Regions from separate parts of the Sus scrofa genome. Here all the other regions are linked to region 1. A link is a contact called in public Hi-C, HiChIP or PLAC-seq and promoter capture Hi-C data. All regions are on one chromosome and are shown on one strand. Each heading gives the region's core, a stretch centred on a gene start, on an enhancer-like site or on the middle of the called end of the contact. The rest is flanking DNA. Distances are from core to core; before and after follow the strand shown. Region 1 holds the start of TTLL11 (tubulin polyglutamylase TTLL11). Region 2 holds the start of PTGS1 (prostaglandin G/H synthase 1). Region 3 overlaps LOC106507054 (a long non-coding RNA gene). Region 4 holds the start of RBM18 (probable RNA-binding protein 18).

Region 1 (4,182 bases), core at 551-3,050:
GAACTGCATATGAAGCCTTTTGCTCTCTTATTAGGATTGACCCCCTCCCCCTTGCAGGGACTCCAGTGCTCCCAGGGGGCCCCATCACACCCTGTCTAAGAGGAAGAGGTTTTTGGATCTGAGACTTAAAAATAAACAGCTCACTGAGAAGACAGGGGGCCAATGGCAGCTTGCACTAGGCAGAGCAAGCAACACTGGCAGAAGCCTAGAGGGGCAAAAGTGTGTGTGTTTGCCAGTAGAGCTGGGCAGCAGCTGTTCAGTTTTACTCAGATGTTTGTTGCTAAGGGACCTCCCATGCCCCTCATCCTGCTTCAGTCTCTTCAAACACCGGGCCTCGGGCGCCACCTGGTGGCAGCCTCTGATACTAACAGGGCAGAAACCAACAACAGGAATAAAAGCTGCCCACACCTCGGTCCCCTGAACTATCCCTTCCTGTCTCTTTCCCCGGAAATGGACTTGCTATAAGAGTTATAGAACAGCAATCAAGACACATTTTTATTAGAAAATTGTGTTTTCCAGTTATGAAAACAATGCACAGTCATCGTAGAAAACTGGGAAAACATAGAAAAGAATAAGGAGGAAAGTTGCCACCCTCAACTCCATCACCCAGAGCATCCACTATTAATAGTCTGGTATATTTGAATCCAGTGTTTTTTCTCTGCATGTAATTTTCTTGTAATCCACATAAGCTGAGGCTTAGTGCATATATCTTTTTAGTTATACATACATATACATGGATATGGACCATGTTTAAATACACGTGGCTTATTTTTGTGAACAAAGGCATGGTGTAGGGGTTAGTGTGGGTGTTGGGAGAGGGGTGCTAGTGTCAGACCACCCTGAGTTTGAATGCTGTCTTTGGGTAAGTGATTTCTTTTCTCTGAGTAGCAATTTCCTTCCCCATCTGTAAAATGTGGGAAAAAGAGGACTTACCCCACAGCTGTGGTAAACATTAAATGACACAACATATGCAAAATTAGTACAGCCCCTGGGACAGTGAGAATTCTCACTGATATCAGATTACCACGGAAATCTTAGTCTGACTTTCTGATTCTTAGCAGAAACCTCCAGAAATGAGATGGGTTACTGGGTCCAAGGGTAGGAAGAGCCTCCAGGTTGAAAGAGTTTGCCAAAACTGAGAGAAAAATTTCAACCAAGAGCGCATGTCTCCAGCACCACTGCTGTTCTCATTTGTCTCTCTGTTCTTCCAGGACCTGTTCATGCAAAACAGTCTTTAAGTATCACGATTATTACCAGTTCACGTAATGTTGCATCACCAGGATAATGTTTATCCTAAGTGGCTAAAGCTGTTATTGACATTTGCTATAATTCGCTTAAGTATTTAAGTATTTAATATCTGAGCAGTTTATTTTTCATTCATTCATTTGTTCATTCATTCATTCATTCATTCAAGAAATTGTTATTGAATGCCTACTGCCTGACAGGCACTGACTGGGCATTGGAATTTGCTGGTCAACTGGAACAGGACACTCCTTACTCACTGCATTTGGTCTTTAGCCAGTGAGACAGACCATTACAAGTAAGCAAACAAGTAAAACTCTGATTGAATAAGCTAGACACAAAGGGACAAATATTGTTTGATTCCACCTCTATCAGCTATTTAATAAAGCACACAGAGACAGTAAGATGGTGGTTCAGGGGCTGGGGGAAGGGGCATGGGGAGATATGGGTTAATGGGTACAGGGTTTCAGTTTGAGAAGGTGAAAAATTTCCACAGATGAATGATGATGATGATTGCACAACAATGTTATTATGTATTAATGCCACTGAACTCCATACCTAAAAGTGGGGAAAGTGAGACATTTTATGTTATGTTTGTTTTACCATAATTTAAAAACATGACATAATAGTTAAAGGAATGATTAATGTCTTCGACTCAACCACGAATCTTCAAAACTTCCCCATTCCATTGGGAGCTCCCTGAGAACCGGGATAAGTGTCTCCCCTCTCAGTCTGGGGCCTCTCCTAGGTCCAGAAAGGGATTTCTTCAAATCAGGAGCTGCACCTTGAGGGCCTGGCCTCGTCAAGTCCATCATCAGACTGAGGTGCTCCTTGACGGGGTCGTGCCTCCCTCCATCACACCAGGAGTTATCCCCGTGAGAGTGTATGGGGTGGGGAAAGGGAGCTTCTTGTTTGAAACTGATGTCTCTCAGTCCCAGCCCGGGCCTCACATGCGCCCAACGCCTTTCTACCCCCAGGTTCACCGCAGCTTCTCACCTCCAAGCTCTGCGCGCTGCTCAGGGTGGGCGGGCTGAGGACGCTTCCGCCCTCTTCCAATATGGCCGCCCCCGCCTCTGTGACAGGCCCGGTCACGTGGACAGCCTCGCCTATGAGGTCGCCGGGGCCTGGACGGCGATTGTCCCTTCCCGGGCCCCATCCCGAGTCGGCGACTGCCCTTGTCAACCGGAGCCTGAGCGATCATGGCAACGGGCTCGGGCGGGGAGCGCGTGGCGGCGGCTGCGGCGGCAGCGGCAGTTTGGTCGCGGGCCGGCGCGGCGGAGCGGCGGAGGCGCAGGCGGCGGCACTGGCGTTGGCACCGGCCGTGAGAGCCATGCTGCCGGGCAGCCCCGAGAGGGAGCTGACGGCCTGGTGGGAGGCGGAGGCCGTGGATGCGGCCAAGGCTCAGGCTGCGAAGGACCAGGTCCGTGTGGACCCGGGTGCGGCCGGGGAGCCGGAGCGCAAGGGGGGGAGGAGCAGCCCAAGGAGCCGGCTCCGGGGCCGCCCAGCGCGGCCGAAGAGGGCGATGCCCGCGTACCCCCGCGGCCCCCGCGAACGGTGCCGGTGTCCAGGCCGAAGCCAGCGCCGGCGCCGGCTCAGGGCCTCTGCCCGCACGGGAAGTCCAGGAGCAAGGGCCGCAGCTGCAAGCGGAGCTCTAACCGGTCCAATGAGTATTGCTCTCTGCGGCCCGTCACCGTGGACAGCTCCAAGGCCAGGACCTCCCTGGACGCCCTGAAGATCAGCATCCGCCAGCTCAAGTGGAAGGAGGTGAGGCCCGGCCCGCCGCGTGGGCACAGGGGGGTGGACTGGACTGGCACAGAGGGTCCGGCCGGCCCAGGCCAAGTCTGAGAGCCAAGCTTCAGCTGTGCGCTACACTTGTCAGCCGCAAACTTCTCATCCTTCAAAGCCTAGCCCCCAAGTCACTTAACTCAAGTTGGCTTCAGACCCCTCCGGGTTAAGTTAGCCATCCCTTCCTCTGGCTTCGCTGCAGCTCCATGGTCTCCAGCCATCAGCACTTGGCTCCCTGCATTGTAGATGTTTCTTTATATGTGTGTCTCCTCTACCAGTTTGCGAGTCCCCGGGGCCCTGGACCCTCTTTCACTTCCTATTAAGTTGTAGTTACTTAGCATTTACTATGTGACTCTTGGGGCAGTTGAACAGTTTGTACTTTGGAGGTAGACAGGTCTAGGGTCACCACGCTGCCACTTAGCTGTGTGACCTTGAGCAAGTTGCTTCATCTCTTAAGCCTCTTTCCTCCTTTATAAAGTGAGGCTAATAATACCTATCTCATAGTTTTTTTAGTATCAGAAGACTCACTGCTTATTGTCGTATAGCCCAAGTATGCAATAAGTGCTAACTAATGTTACCGGCCACTCCTCTCTTTCTTCCCACTTCACCATCGCTGTCATGAGTGCAGGCACTGTATTTTGTGTTCCAAGGCTTGGCATACAGCAGGTGTCAGGAAGTGGTGGGTGAAAGGCAAATAAAGGAATGGGTTATTTGTCCCTGACCCACAGGGGGCTGGGATGATGCACCAGTGAAATCCAGAGATATCAGTTGCAGTTGGCTGAGTGGATAAAGCCATTTGACTTGATTTGCAGCATCTAAGGTGATTTAATGTGCTTTCTGGAGCGTCAGGATTGTGGTTTAGGGTGGTTGAATCTGGAGACTTAGACGAGATGATGTGCAGCTGGCAACCTGAGGACACAGGCACTTAGCTCTGGGCCTTGGTTATGGTAGATGTTCAGGAAGGGCTGAATGAAGTGGGAACATGCAGAGAGATGGCCACAGAAGGGATTGGTCAGAGGGTTGCTGTCCCAGCAGAAGGAGTCATGTGGTTTGGAGGGGAGTCAAGAATCAGGCAGGACATGGAGTTCCTGCTGGCACAGTGGGTTAGGAATCTGACCGCAGCCACTCGGGTTACTGTGGAGGTGCAGGTTTGAT
Region 2 (4,182 bases), core at 837-3,336, 250 kb before region 1:
TTCCTCACACTTGAGAGGTAACTGTCCCCTGAGCCCCGCACTCCCCATCCCCACCCCCCGTGCTTCCCTCAGTTATGGGCTTGACTCCCTTGGATGACAACATGTTGGCATTTCTGTCTTCTCTATCAGACTGCGAGATCCTTCCAACTCTGTGTCTCCAGGCTCCAGTCAAAGACTAACAATCCCCAGGGATTGTTTGTGGAGTTTAAAAAAAAAAAGTGATACTTTTTAAACACATACAATATAAAGATAAGGAAAAGCTAAAGGCAAAATGGCAGAGACCATAGCTCTCCAGGCACTGGTGAGCCCTGAGGTACCCTGGGGGCCTGGATGGAACTGAGTAGAGCATGGGAGGAAGTGCCGGGCTGACCCAGGGGCTAACAAAAGGGGTCCCTGGGGCAGCCCGCTCAGCCCTGGCTCTCCTACCAGGGTCTCAGATAAATGGGCTCACCCGTCTGGGCCTCGGCGTTCCCATCTGTAGAATGGGACTAACATCTCCCTAGGAGGACTCTTATGAGCACCAACAACATAGATGCTCACAGCCGGGTTTTGTTAACTATAAACTGCTGGCCATATAAGACTTCCTCCTCTTCTTCCCACAAACCAGATCTTTGTTCATACCCAAACTCTTGCCTAGAGCACCCTCCCTCTGCCCCTTGGCTTCCCCAAATGCCAGCTTCTCGAACCCCCTCCTCCAGCAAACCTGGTCCCCTTCCCAGTGCATGTAGATAATGCTCCCTCTCTCCTCTGAGCATTGCAAGCAAAAGCTCAGTTCCCCACCCCCTCCTACTGTCTCTTGTCCCCATTTTGCAGACAGGAAACGGAGACCCGGAGAGGGATGGCTCACACAGCTAGTGGTGAAGGAAGCTCTGTCCAGACCTTGTACACACACACACACACAAGCAATAACTGGGGGAGGGGGTGGTCGAGGGAGGAGCTGCATTCCTTCACCTGGAACCTGGTATATGTGTGGTAGGGGGCAGGGGTGGTGGAATTTTACACGATCTGACTTTCCCCATCATTTCTGGGGTGATGCAACCAGGGTCCATTGGTTGAGGGAGAAGAGGGCAGGGAGCACCCTCTGTGGGAAAGACCCTGCAAAGTGCCTAGAATCAGACAGATCCAAGCGCAACTCTGACCCACCACGTTCTGTGCAACTTGAGAGGGTACAGCTCTTAGGTGAGCCTCAGTTAACACAGATGTGGAGACCTCACAGGTGAGGACTTAAACCTCAGGGGAAGCAAACCATCCCTCTTCCTGGAATGATGGGTGTACCCAGGGTCCTCACCATGGGAGAGCCTGGGAATTTGGAAGGGTCCCAGAAAGTTAGAGGCTGGACAAAGAGACCTCGCCAGCCGCCTTCCCCTGGGCGCCTGCTGCTTCCTCCACAAGGGGCCGGAAGGGGGAAACAGCGAGACTGTTGGGGCCAGAGTCGGCTTGGACAGCTGGGGGCCCAGAACAGTGAGGCGGCTGGAGAGGGGCTGTCCCTTTTCCCAAAGCCAGCAAAAAATCCCAGTCTGCCCTCCCCCCCCAAAAAAAAGAAGCCTGCGGCGTCCTGGACAAGGACACACACACACACACACACACACACACACACACACACGCACCAAGGGTCTGCGGAGAGCCCGGGTCTCACCTACACACTCAGCCCTCTCCCCGCTCCCAGACACCGCGAACAGAAAGGGGAAGCTGGGCCCGCCGGAGGGAGAGGGGACCCTGGGTGAGGGGCCAGGCAAGGGACGCAGGACTCAGGGCTCCTCCGGGGTAGGAAAGGGCTGCCTACCCGGTGCAGGCGCCCGGGGGTCCTCGGGCAGGGCCGGGGGTGGCGGCAGCAGCAGCAGAAGCAGCGGGAACCACAGCGAGAGACTCCGCACTGCAGAGGGAGAGAAATGAAGGGCTGAGCCTGGCATTCAAGGCTCCACCGGGAGGCAAAGGGGATTCTGGGGGCACCCGGGCCAGACTTACGGCTCATGGTGCAGGGCGGCTGATGGGGTGCGGGATACAGACTGCCAGCTCCCTGGGTGAGTTTCTAACTCTGCCCCGGAGCTCTGGCCCGCCTGGCCCGCCCCCTCCCCACCCATTCCCTGGCTCCACCTCTCCAGCCGGCTGTCACCTCGGCCGCCGCCCACTTACTTCCTCTGCTCCCGCTCTGGCCAAGACATTTTATTAATTATTTTATGATTGCAGCTAAGGTGGTTTTTCACCCGAGATCCTTGAGACGCTTGAGCTTTTAAAACCCAGTAGTACCAGAATTGTGCCCATTAGGAAGATAGGAAACTGAGGCCCAGAGATGATGTGCAAGTCACCCAGGGCTTCAGGGCAGAACTGAGGGTATCTTGGGCTAGAAGCCGCTGCTCCCAACCACACACCCTGCCCCCCCAGAGCAGAAAGAGGCTGGAAAAGGAGCAGTCCAGGCTGGCCTGAATGTAGATTCCTGGATGGGAAACCCACTACCCTCAGATCCAACTGGGAGGACTGGCTCCCCTTCTGCCCCCCGCCCCCCACCAGGGGCTGGGCTCTACCCTCTAAGGCTACAGTGTCTCTGCCTGAGCCTGTGCTGCCAGAGGGAAGAGCACAGGCTCCAAGTCCAGGGGACCTGATCTAAATCCAGACTCTACAGCTTACTAGCTGTGTCACCTTGGACCTGGTACTTACCCTCTCTGGTCCTCAGTATTCTCATCTATAAAATAGGGATGCTAGGGAGTTCCTGCCATTGTGCAACAGGTTAAGGATCCAGCGTAGTTTCTGCAGCAGTGCGGGTTTGATCCCTGCCCTGCACAGGGGATTAAGGATCCAATGTTGCTGCAGCTGTGGCATAGTTCACAGCTGCAGCTCAGATTTGATCCCTGACCTGGGAACTTCCATATGCTGAGGGTGTGGGAAAATACATAAATAAATAGGGATGCTAATAAGACCCATCCCAGAGGACTGTTGTAAGATTCATGAGTTAATGCACACAAAATTCTTGATGCGGTGCCTAGCACATCATAGATGATCCATTATCAGGAGGCAGTATTTTCAAAGATCTCCTGACTCAAATTCCAGGGTGGCCTAGGAGTCACACCAAGCTGCCTACTTTGCAGAATCCCAGCATCCAGCTTCTCTTTTCTGTAGCTGGGGAAATTGATCTCAGAAGCGGGCTGAGCCCGAGGTCACCCAGTGTCTCCTGGGGCCCCACACCCACAGATTTTCTCCCTCAGCCTCTCCACCACACCCAGCCAGTCTATGGGCCCCAGAGCCAGGGAAGTCCAGGTGAGAGGGCTCAGCGGTCCTTACGCAGGTCCCAGGCCTCCTGGGTGCAGGGCGGGAACCATGAGAGGTGGGAGAGGTGAGCCTGCTGGGGCGCCCCTCCTGCATCTCCACCCGAGCTGTTCCCATGCTGCCCTGGGACAAAAGCCAGCTGCCCCAGGGAGACAGAGCAAGCCAGGGCAGACGTGGGGAGGGAGTGGAGGGCTTGGGGTGCTGGGACAGCCTGACTGGATCCAGAGCTCCCTGGTGACTACCCAGGCAGGGTGAGGAGACAAAGGCATGGATTATCAACCAGAGGGCTGAGCTCAGGGTGGAGATTTGGGGTTCCAGTGATCCAAAGAAAAAAGGGATTTCTGATGATGAATAAAGGAGAGAAGAGCTTGGATGAGGCCCCATCTTCACTCCCAGGCCCTCCCTCCCTTCAGGCCCTGGGCCCAGCCAGTTACCAGGCCTGTACCTCCTGCTGACTCCTTGCTCCCAAGCCACCCTCCCAAAGTCAAAGGAACAAGCACCTGTGTGCCCTTAGCAGTGGGAGAAAGAGCCTTAGGCTGGAAATCGGTAGAACCAAGTTCATGTCTCAGCTCCCCCATGACTGGATCTCAGACAAGTGTCTGCATCTCTCCAGGCTTCTGGCTCCCCATCTGAACAGCACAAAGGTGAAATCAGATGGCTTCTGAGAACAGGTGTGGCATGAAGGGATCGAGCCCTCACCAGGGCCAGGCTTTGGGGCTGGCACTGGAGATCCTGAGGTGGACACAATGAAGGAAAGGCTGGAGGCAAGATGAGTGACAGGGTCCCTGTGCAGCCCCCCAGGGACAGGACCAAGAGGGCCAATGGGGAAGGAAGATGAGAGAAATGGTGGCAAGAGCTGGGCACTGGAGCTTTAGGGAAAGAGAGGAGGAGGACACCTAGGTTCCTGGCTTGGTGCTGGCG
Region 3 (4,182 bases), core at 581-3,080, 230 kb before region 1:
AAGAAAATGAAACAAGGACAAGGAGAGACTAGCGGTAGGTGGGCTAGTTCATACAGGGTGGTCAGGGAGGGCCTCCCTGAGGAGGTGACATTTGAGCTAAGCTCTGAATGAGATGGGGCCTGCCTGTGCCCCAGCTGGGGGTGAGGGGGTGGAGTTGCTGAGTTGCTGGCCTGGAGAGCCTGCAGATCCACTCTTCCAAGTTGGGCCGGCTGGGCAGGAAGTCGGGCCCCCTGTAACCGTATCCCCAGGAAGGAGGAAGCCAGGAAGGCGCTTTCAGCAGTCGTATTCATCAAGGCAGCCTGCACTAAGCCCCAGGCAGCACCAGAGGCTCCTCAAGGCCCCTATCCACCTTCAGCTGCCTGGGGAGGAGACAGCAAGGGAGGGAGGGCGGGAGAGAGGGCAGCCTAGAGTGGGCCCTGGATTCTCTTCCAGACAGTAAATGCTTCCAGGTTCCTGGGGAGCATTCCGTGGGTCACAGCCGCATCTGATCTCAATTACCCCTGGTGTAGGGTTCCCGGGCAGGGCGGGGGCAGAGGTGGAGAGAAGGCCGTTTCTCCATAATCAGAAGCTCCTGGCCCAGAGAGTAAAGGCACCCCAGGACAGGCTCCCCAAATTTCAGCACTCAGGGAGAGGGTTCTCCCTAGAAGGAAAGGTCTGGCTGTAGGTGGAAGGCTTCTGTGTCATAACCATTTTGCTGTGTGGCCTAGTGCAAGTCCCTTAACCTCTCTGGGCCCCTGTTGGAAATGGTGAAGATTGCACTTTTCCTTCCAAGAGGCAAGAGTACAGTCCAGGCCTGGAGGGTAGAACTTAGTGCTGTGGACTGAGTGGGCTTGGCTGGAATGCAGTGGAGTGGCTAATCTTTTACTTTTTCCTGCCTTGATTAGATCTTAACCCTCCCGCAAAAACCTTCCCACCCAAAATTATGGTGCCAGAGTTGTAGGAATTAACATCTCCTAAAACAGACCAGGGACAAGCCCCTCTCCCCCTTCCCTAACCTGCTGGGGGAGACATTTCACCTCTCAGTTTACTCCTCCCACTTCCAGAGGAGATGAGAAGATCAAGAGTGTAACAAGCTGTAAAGCGCTTTGAAAGGACACACATCAGTAACCGTGTTCATTGGATCAATTTTACAAACAACAACAAAAGTTGGCTGAACAAAAATGCCATAAAAGTAGCCAAACTTGTAAGCACGGAGGGAGAGAGCCTTTACTTGTAAAAAGGCTGCTGGATACCCTGTGATTGAAGAGAGAAATCCCGAGCAAGCCTTTCTCCCCACCCCCCGGGGGCCTCAGTTTCCCCTTCCATAGCAGAGCCTGCAGCCCAAGTTCCAGCCTGAAGAGGGCCCTTTCGGGCCTTGGCCTGGGCTGCGCTTTTTGCACAAAGGGGCAACACCTGTGGGTGTTCTTGAGTAGGTGAAACATTCCCTTGCAGCCCGGATTTCACTTTGGCAATAGGGGTAGTAGTTTTTAGTGGGACAAGCAAACTGGAGGCGGAAGAGGGCGGGATTCAGGGAGCGCCCGGGGTGTTTGCGGAGGTGAGCTTCCAGACGCTAATTTTCATTTACGCGGGAGGAAACGCAGGCTCGGGAGGCGGCGAGCCAGAATTCGAACCCGGGGCTGGCGGGCCACATGGGCGGGGCGCGTTCCTCCTTCCCCGGCCTCCGGCCCGGAGCGGATGCCAGGTCAGCTGAGCGCGGGGCCCGCCGGCCGGCCGCTCGGCGGGCGCTGCTTTCTCCTTTCATGTCCGTGCGGGGCCGGGAACTCCCTGCCCGGGGCCGTGGCCCGCGAACAATGCGCCGCTTCCTGCCGCCCGGCCCGCTGCGGCCGCCGGGAAATGGGTCGGAGCCCGGTCGGCCGCGCCGGGACAGCGAGTCACGCCCCGAGGCACGGCGGGGGCCGGGCAGGGATGGAGGCGACGTGACGGCCCGACGGGCGCCCATCATTTAGGAGCGCACAGAGCAAGCGGCTCAGGTGGGTCGCGCGCCCCTGAGGGGTCTCCGCTTCATCCTGCGCTGGCCCGCATGGAGCTGCGCCTCGCGTCTCCAGCCCGCCTGGCTCTCTGCTAGGCGCCGGCATTGAGCAGAGAGCAAAACCGAGAGAAGCCCTAGGACTCCGGAAATTACGTTGCAGCGAGGGAGAAGGCAATGAACATCACATAGTACTGACTTAAATTGTGTTGTTTTTTTGTTGTTTTGTTTTTTTTTCAGAAAATAAAAAGGGGACTGGCATGGGACATTGGGTCTATTTTAAACAGGGTGGTTACAGGTAATTTTTTTTTTAACTGAGAAGGTGTCATTTGATCAAAGATGCAGAGAACATGAATCACAAATACATACATCTCAGAAGGATATGCCGTATAGCCTAAGTCTATGCCTTAGACACACACATGCACATTTACATCGTGGAGCCTATATAAGCGCTTCCCGTGTGTGGGCATATGAACCACATACAATGCATTGTATCTGTACAGTATGCATATCCACCACATGCATATCTGTATCCATACACATCACCTCTACGCACACACAAATGTGCCCTGCAGTGTGCACACGTGCGCATTTATCGCCATGCCTGGACTTAGATCATTACCCATTGACATACATTCTTCAACCCCGAGGGCAGAGCCCCATGTACAAGTAGAGGCTCATATACATCACACGCCTCAAGGAGTGTGATTTCCCTGATTTCATATGCCACTTGTTAATGTCATAATACATCAGAACAAATTTATTTACACGTCGTGTTCATTATGTAAAATGTATCACATACGCATATATCCAAGTTCATGTATGGTACACTTTACATAAATGGATGCCTCTTATACCCTCCCACAAACACACCTACCAGTCTCTCTCCCACGCAAATATACTACACACACATTGCCCACATACTGCCTTGTACCTGTTTTATACATCCTAGACACATCCATCATGTGCAAATAACAGTGATAAGAGTCACAGAATACTTACTATGTGCCAGATACAGTGCTAGGTACTTGGATTATCTTAGGACAACCTTATGAAATAGGTACTATCTGTTTAAACTGGCTGTTAAAAACTCGCACTGCAGGCAGATTGCCTAGGTCTAAATCCTGGCTTCACCATGCTCTAACCTCAGAGAGCTTCAGTTTCCCCATCTATTAAATGGGGGGGGGGGGCACAAGAAGTACTTACTTTTAGGGTTATTATGAAAAGTCAGTAGGATAATAATGCATGAAAATAATAGTACCAGACAAAGTAAAAGTTTGCTGGGTTTGTTTAATTTCTAGTATCCATTTTACAGATGAGAAAAGTCAGGCTCAGAGAGGTTAAATGCATTGCCTGAGATCAGACAATCTTTAAGTGGAGGAGGCAGGTCTAGAGCACAGGTCTGGGTGGGCCATACAGTTCAAGTTCAGGCCCTCAAAGCATTCCACCACTCCTGCCCCCATATCACACTACGGGGACAAGTGACACACACGGCAGGCACACACACCATGCAGACTCCATCTGCTCCCACTTTTAATATATGCATCACACAGCTCCCGTGGACCTATGACACAGATGTGAAGTCATTCAACATTTATGTAATCAACACCTAACCACCCAGCCAGGCACCCAGCTTAGGTGCTGGGGGTCCAGCAGTCAGCAAGGAGAATTTGACCCCTGTTCTCATGGCACTTATGGACCAGCAGACACAGCTGTGAACACACACCACACATAACCTGTGTACCCACAGCCCTGCTGTGTGCACACGCCCATCCCAGTATCCTGCGCACACAGCCCACGTGCAATAGTCGCTTGCACACCTCAGTGCTGGATCATCTGCATGTAATCCACAGACATTTACATGGACCCAGGACCAAGTCCACCTCCTGTGAATGTGCCTTTCACACGTGGCCAGTGTACACACCCTCCTTAACCCTATATGACACATCCCCAGCATGTACCTGTTCCTCTTTCTGCCCCCAACGGGCAGCTTGGGAGGCCCAGGTTAGCCCCTCTAAGTGGGTCCGGAGGAGTGGAGGTCAGAGATGCAGGGCCTGGGTCCCCATCACAGAGGAGGCAAGGTGGCCCCTGGCTTCACGGCTGGCGGCCAGGAAATTATAGTCGACACCAAACCAAAGCGGCCCCTTCTCGGGCCAGGTAATCAGGCCTTTCCCGGATTCGGGCTGACAGCTTAAATGTTCTAATTCCGCTGCCAG
Region 4 (4,182 bases), core at 501-3,000, 150 kb before region 1:
CCAATCCAGTCGTGTATTAGCTTATAATACGCTAATAATACACACAGACCCTTGCTGTACATAAAATACTTTCATATGTATTACCTGATTCCCACAATAACCAGGGTTATGATTACCACCCACATTTTACAAAGAAGCAAACTGATCTTCCATTTCCGTGAATACTCCTCCTGCTTCAGGGCCTTCAAACATACTGTTGCATCTGCTTGCAAAGGTCTTCCCACACCTCTTTAATGAACAACCTCACATTTTCCTTTCAGACTGCAGCTTAAACATCACTTCCTCAGAGGAAGCCTTCCTTGGCTGCCTCCTCTAGCCCAACAAGTCAAATGTCCTATAGCCCACTTTCATAACACCCTGTACTTTTTCATGGCACTTTAACAATATCAGCTAATATTTGTGCAGTTATTTGATCATGGTCTAATTCCCCCCATAAGACTATAAGCACCACAAGGACTAATGTATGCTTGTCTTGTTCATGGCTGTGTCTCCAGTCTCCAGCACATTCCTGAACACAGAAGACTCTGAATAAATGTGATGAAAGATGAGTGAAAGTCTAGAAAGGTTAAGTCCTTCCTCAAGGTCACAATGCTGGCACCAGAACTGAAATCTAAGCCCCGGACAGTAGGTCCTGGGCTCTGTTTCCCAAAACTGCTTCCAGTGTCTCTTGGTTGACAGATTTTTCACTTAGAGATAATAAGGCATATTATTCTCTAAATTCGGTGCCTTGTGAGGGCATTTATAGTATCTGACTATATATAAGATCACATCCCTGGCACAGCTAAAGGAAGGATAAGACACTTTAACAGATGGAGAAAGAGCCTTTGCCTAAGAGCTAGGAGGCCTGGATTCCGATATTCCTATCTCATCACTCCTGCCAACTATCCTTTTTAGATTCATAACTACTCTGTATTCAAAAAGTATTTGTGAAAGCTCTGCCGCTGACGACTTATATCAAGTCATTTCTTCTGAGGTTGTTTCCTCAACTATAACACGAAGAGTCAGACCAGACTTTCATTCTTTCTAGCTATAGAGCCTTCAAGATTCTGAGAATGCAATAGAGTGGGGTGAGTGGAAAAAAGCATCCAACTCAGAGAAGACCTGGGAAAGAATGCTGGTTCCAGCACTTCCTGGGTATGTGACCTTACATAGGTCAAACTCTCTTGGCCTCAGTCTCATCTGCAGATGACAATACGACTTGTTAGGGTTACCGGGACGATCGAATGAGATAAGAGCTGCAGAAGCACTTTACCAATATAGAAGGGCTACTGAAATGACTGTTTTGTCACTGGACGGCACAGAGTAATGTTGGAATTGAGTCCCCTCACTCACTAGCCGCGTGACCGTGATGAAATTACTCGTTCGAGCTTCCGTTTCTCCATCATGGGGAGAAACCTCCCACGGGATTGTTCAGAAAATTAAATGTTCCTGCCAGGTAGCGGGCAACTAAGTACCTGATACTATTTAGTAACCTAAGCCTCCCATCCTGGAAGTTCCTAGCTGATGCGATTAGCCCCGCCCCCAACCCGTGAGACTCTCGGATCTACCAGTCCCGCCCCCATCTGTAAAGGTCAAGCCGGATTCCAACGGAATGCATCGGGAACGGTGTTCCGGGCCCTAACAGTCCCCTGAGAAGTCCCTGAGCAGAAGTCTCTGGCGCGCGAGCCTCAAGACTATACCGAGGACACTCACCAGCTAGCTCCCAGGGTACTAGGAAGACTCGCGCGACCGCGGCGACGGAGGCGGCGCGGGCGTCGTGACGTCACGGGGCGGTGCGGCGGCGCAGGCGTAGTGCGTCAAGGGCGGCCTGGCAGCTGGCGGCGTTGAGGTGGACGGGTGTAGAGGGCCGTGGGACCGCGGAGACGGGACCTGCTTTGGGGGCATGAGCCGAGGAGAGGACTCCGAAGTCACGAGGTGAGTCCGGCCACAACGCGCCTCTACCCTTTAGCGCCGGCCCGACAAGGAGTTCCCAGCGGAGGCTCCCCCAGTGAGACGGCTCCTCAGACCCCGCCCCGGATCGTCCCGCCGCTGGCCCGGAAATATCAATCCGAGTAATGACCCCTCGCAGCTGGGAATTCGCGGCCAGGGATCGGGAAGCCGGGATTCAAGCCTTGACCCCACCATTACCATTAGCTTTTTAAGAAGAAGCGCCTTTGCTTCTCTGCACTTCAGTTTTCCCAAATGACTGTTCTTGGCTTCCAGGGTAGTTATAGCTCAGCTGGGCGGGGGCGGGATGGGGGAAGGCTAAAAAGCGTTTTGTGAACTGTGAATCTGAAGGGTTGTCGCCATTGCAAACCCAAGAATTTTGAGATAGTTGCATGCCATCTTAATCACTTATCACACTTTACCATTTCTCAAAAAGCTCTGTGCCAACTTATCAAATGTATTGCCATATTTTAGCCTCATAACAACTCGAGATAAGGATAATAATGCCCATATCAAGGAAGAAGAAAAAACGGAAGCTCCAAGTGGGGAAATGGCTTGCCTGCTTCATTCATTCGTTCATTCACTAAACTTTGAGCACCAGCCAGGAGCCAGTGTACTAAGTGCGGGGATGGGGAGGGGGATAGAATCATCAAAATAATCAAGACCCTGCTCAGTAGTAGCTTACTTTCTCATATCTTACTTTCTAGTGAGGGAAACGAAAGATAAAACAACGTATAAGGCATTGAACTGGTATTGAGTGGAAAGAAAAAGTGCCTGTGATAGAGACTAACAAGATGCCCTTACTCTGTTAAGGGAAAGCTTTTCTAGGGCTAGAGGACACTTGAGGGGAGATCACGACTTGAGTCACAAAATAATAAATCCTGGGTGCAAAAGCCAGTATTTGAGTGCCTGTCTTTTGGCCCCATACCCTGTACTCTTTCCCCTTAAAATGATTCACTTGTGTGGTATTAAGTACTTGTTGGTATTATTTATTGCTGTTTTTAGACATGAGAGAGTCAGAAGGGTCTACATTCAAGTCTCGTCTCAAATGTCATTTCCCTTAGAGGGCTTTCCACTCATTCTGAAGTAGTCCAGCCCCAATCTCCTTGTCAGATCTCCTTGCTTAACTACGTTTGCAGCACTGATCACAAATTACGCCTTGTATATTTATTTTGCATTTGTTTTGTCCTGCCCCTTTTCTAAATATGTGTATCCAGAAGGCAGAAACCTTGCTTGTTCACTGCTCTGTCCCCAGGACCTAGACGATGCCTGGAAAATACAGGCTTTTTTGAATGAATGGTCTGTAAGAAAGTAGAAGGAAAGGAAATCCAGGAGAAGACAAAATGTTTCTCCTCCCCCAACCTCCATGCCTGGGATTCTAGTCATGCCTATTTCTCCTTTCTCCCAGGAAGTAAAAGCAAGAACTGTGGCTTATTCATTTCTCTTTTTCAGCAGCTGGTAGCTGCTTTTCACACATTACAGAACAGATTGAACATGTGAGAGAGGAAGAAGAACGCCCTTGTGTGTTGGAGGGGTAGATAAACACATTTAACAAACAATATCTAGGGGCTACTGTGTGCTAGACTGTAGAGGCTGTGCTGAGGTGAATAAGAGATAACGCCAGCATTCAGTATGGCAGCTGTTGTTATTAAGACGCAGTTCCTACAGCAGTGATCTCAAAGGCACTTCTGGTCTTATAGGACCCATGTTTTTTTCTAGCAAGGAGTTCTGAAGTCTGGCACAGCCTGCCATCTGCCCAGGCCTTTTTTCTTTCTCTACCACATTATACATTAAAGTTTAATTTTATATCTGTTGTCTAATTTTGGTCTTCTCAACATCTCTTAAGTTATAAGCAGAGCAACTTTTATTATTTAGAGATGAGGAAACTGAAACTCTAAGAGAGAAGTAACTTCCAATGGAAATGCCAAAATTTGAAACCAGGCCTTCTGACCACAGGGTTTTTGCTCTTTCCATTACCAACTCCATCATAACCCTCATCCTGTGGCTGTGAGGTGAGACATTTCAGGAACTAAGACTAGTAATAACTTAAGCTAAAATTATTTGAGTGCTTCTAGGTGCCACGCACTGTTCTTAATGCTTTTGATGTATTAACTCAGTGCATCTGCACAACTCTTATTATCCTCTTTTTACAGATAAAACTGAGGCACAGAGTGGTTAAGTAACTTGCTGCTTAGGATTATAGAACTAGTAAATAGTAGAACTGGAATAACTAAAGAGGAAGTTAGTTACTCTTTT

The links. Promoter capture Hi-C pulls out the DNA fragments that hold promoters and counts their contacts. Hi-C and Micro-C count contacts between places; a contact is called where the count stands out from the background. HiChIP or PLAC-seq counts read pairs in DNA pulled down with a chosen protein or histone mark.
Region 2: a contact with region 1 is called in a promoter capture Hi-C map of fetal liver, with 3 times the contacts expected there. The contact joins the promoter of PTGS1 here to the promoter of TTLL11 in region 1. A contact is called at or near these places in 2 of 5 promoter capture datasets (fetal liver and liver), 3 of 47 Hi-C or Micro-C datasets (embryonic fibroblasts and omental adipose tissue) and 2 of 2 datasets of contacts at active chromatin or transcription factors (alveolar macrophages and skeletal muscle).
Region 3: a contact with region 1 is called in an H3K27ac HiChIP or PLAC-seq map of skeletal muscle, with 5 times the contacts expected there. The contact joins the enhancer-like site here to the promoter of TTLL11 in region 1. A contact is called at or near these places in 1 of 5 promoter capture datasets (liver), 7 of 47 Hi-C or Micro-C datasets (adipocytes, embryonic fibroblasts, epiblast stem cells and 3 more) and 2 of 2 datasets of contacts at active chromatin or transcription factors (alveolar macrophages and skeletal muscle).
Region 4: a Hi-C map of skeletal muscle shows a contact between it and region 1, with 6 times the contacts expected there. The contact joins the promoter of RBM18 here to the promoter of TTLL11 in region 1. A contact is called at or near these places in 1 of 5 promoter capture datasets (liver), 3 of 47 Hi-C or Micro-C datasets (heart right ventricle, liver and skeletal muscle) and 2 of 2 datasets of contacts at active chromatin or transcription factors (alveolar macrophages and skeletal muscle).

What each region holds. Positions count from the first base shown.
Region 1 is chr1:262,202,369-262,206,550 of Sscrofa11.1, reverse strand. TTLL11 (tubulin polyglutamylase TTLL11) reads left to right here and starts at 1,800. Exons shown (of 11, transcript XM_021068337.1): 1 at 1,800-2,702; 2 at 2,705-3,006. The coding sequence starts at 2,300. LOC110256220 (a long non-coding RNA gene) reads right to left here and starts at 2,311. Exons shown (of 2, transcript XR_002337477.1): 1 at 2,239-2,311; 2 at 469-1,800.
Region 2 is chr1:262,454,010-262,458,191 of Sscrofa11.1, reverse strand. PTGS1 (prostaglandin G/H synthase 1) reads right to left here and starts at 2,086. Exons shown (of 11, transcript XM_001926129.6): 1 at 1,966-2,086; 2 at 1,784-1,873. The coding sequence starts at 1,972.
Region 3 is chr1:262,435,514-262,439,695 of Sscrofa11.1, reverse strand. LOC106507054 (a long non-coding RNA gene) reads left to right here. Exons shown (of 4, transcript XR_002337489.1): 4 at 1-358. Among named protein-coding and RNA genes, the nearest start is that of PTGS1, 19 kb to the left of the region's middle. Within about 2 kb of position 1,830, at least 25 of the 83 cell types and tissues checked have an H3K27ac peak or open chromatin away from gene starts, as enhancers often do. A contact at or near this core is called in liver, omental adipose tissue and skeletal muscle, where this site is marked.
Region 4 is chr1:262,353,848-262,358,029 of Sscrofa11.1, reverse strand. It overlaps RBM18 (probable RNA-binding protein 18), which reads left to right and starts at 1,750. Exons shown (of 6, transcript XM_001925816.4): 1 at 1,750-1,914. MRRF (ribosome-recycling factor, mitochondrial) reads right to left here and starts at 2,036. Exons shown (of 7, transcript XM_003480599.4): 1 at 1,693-2,036.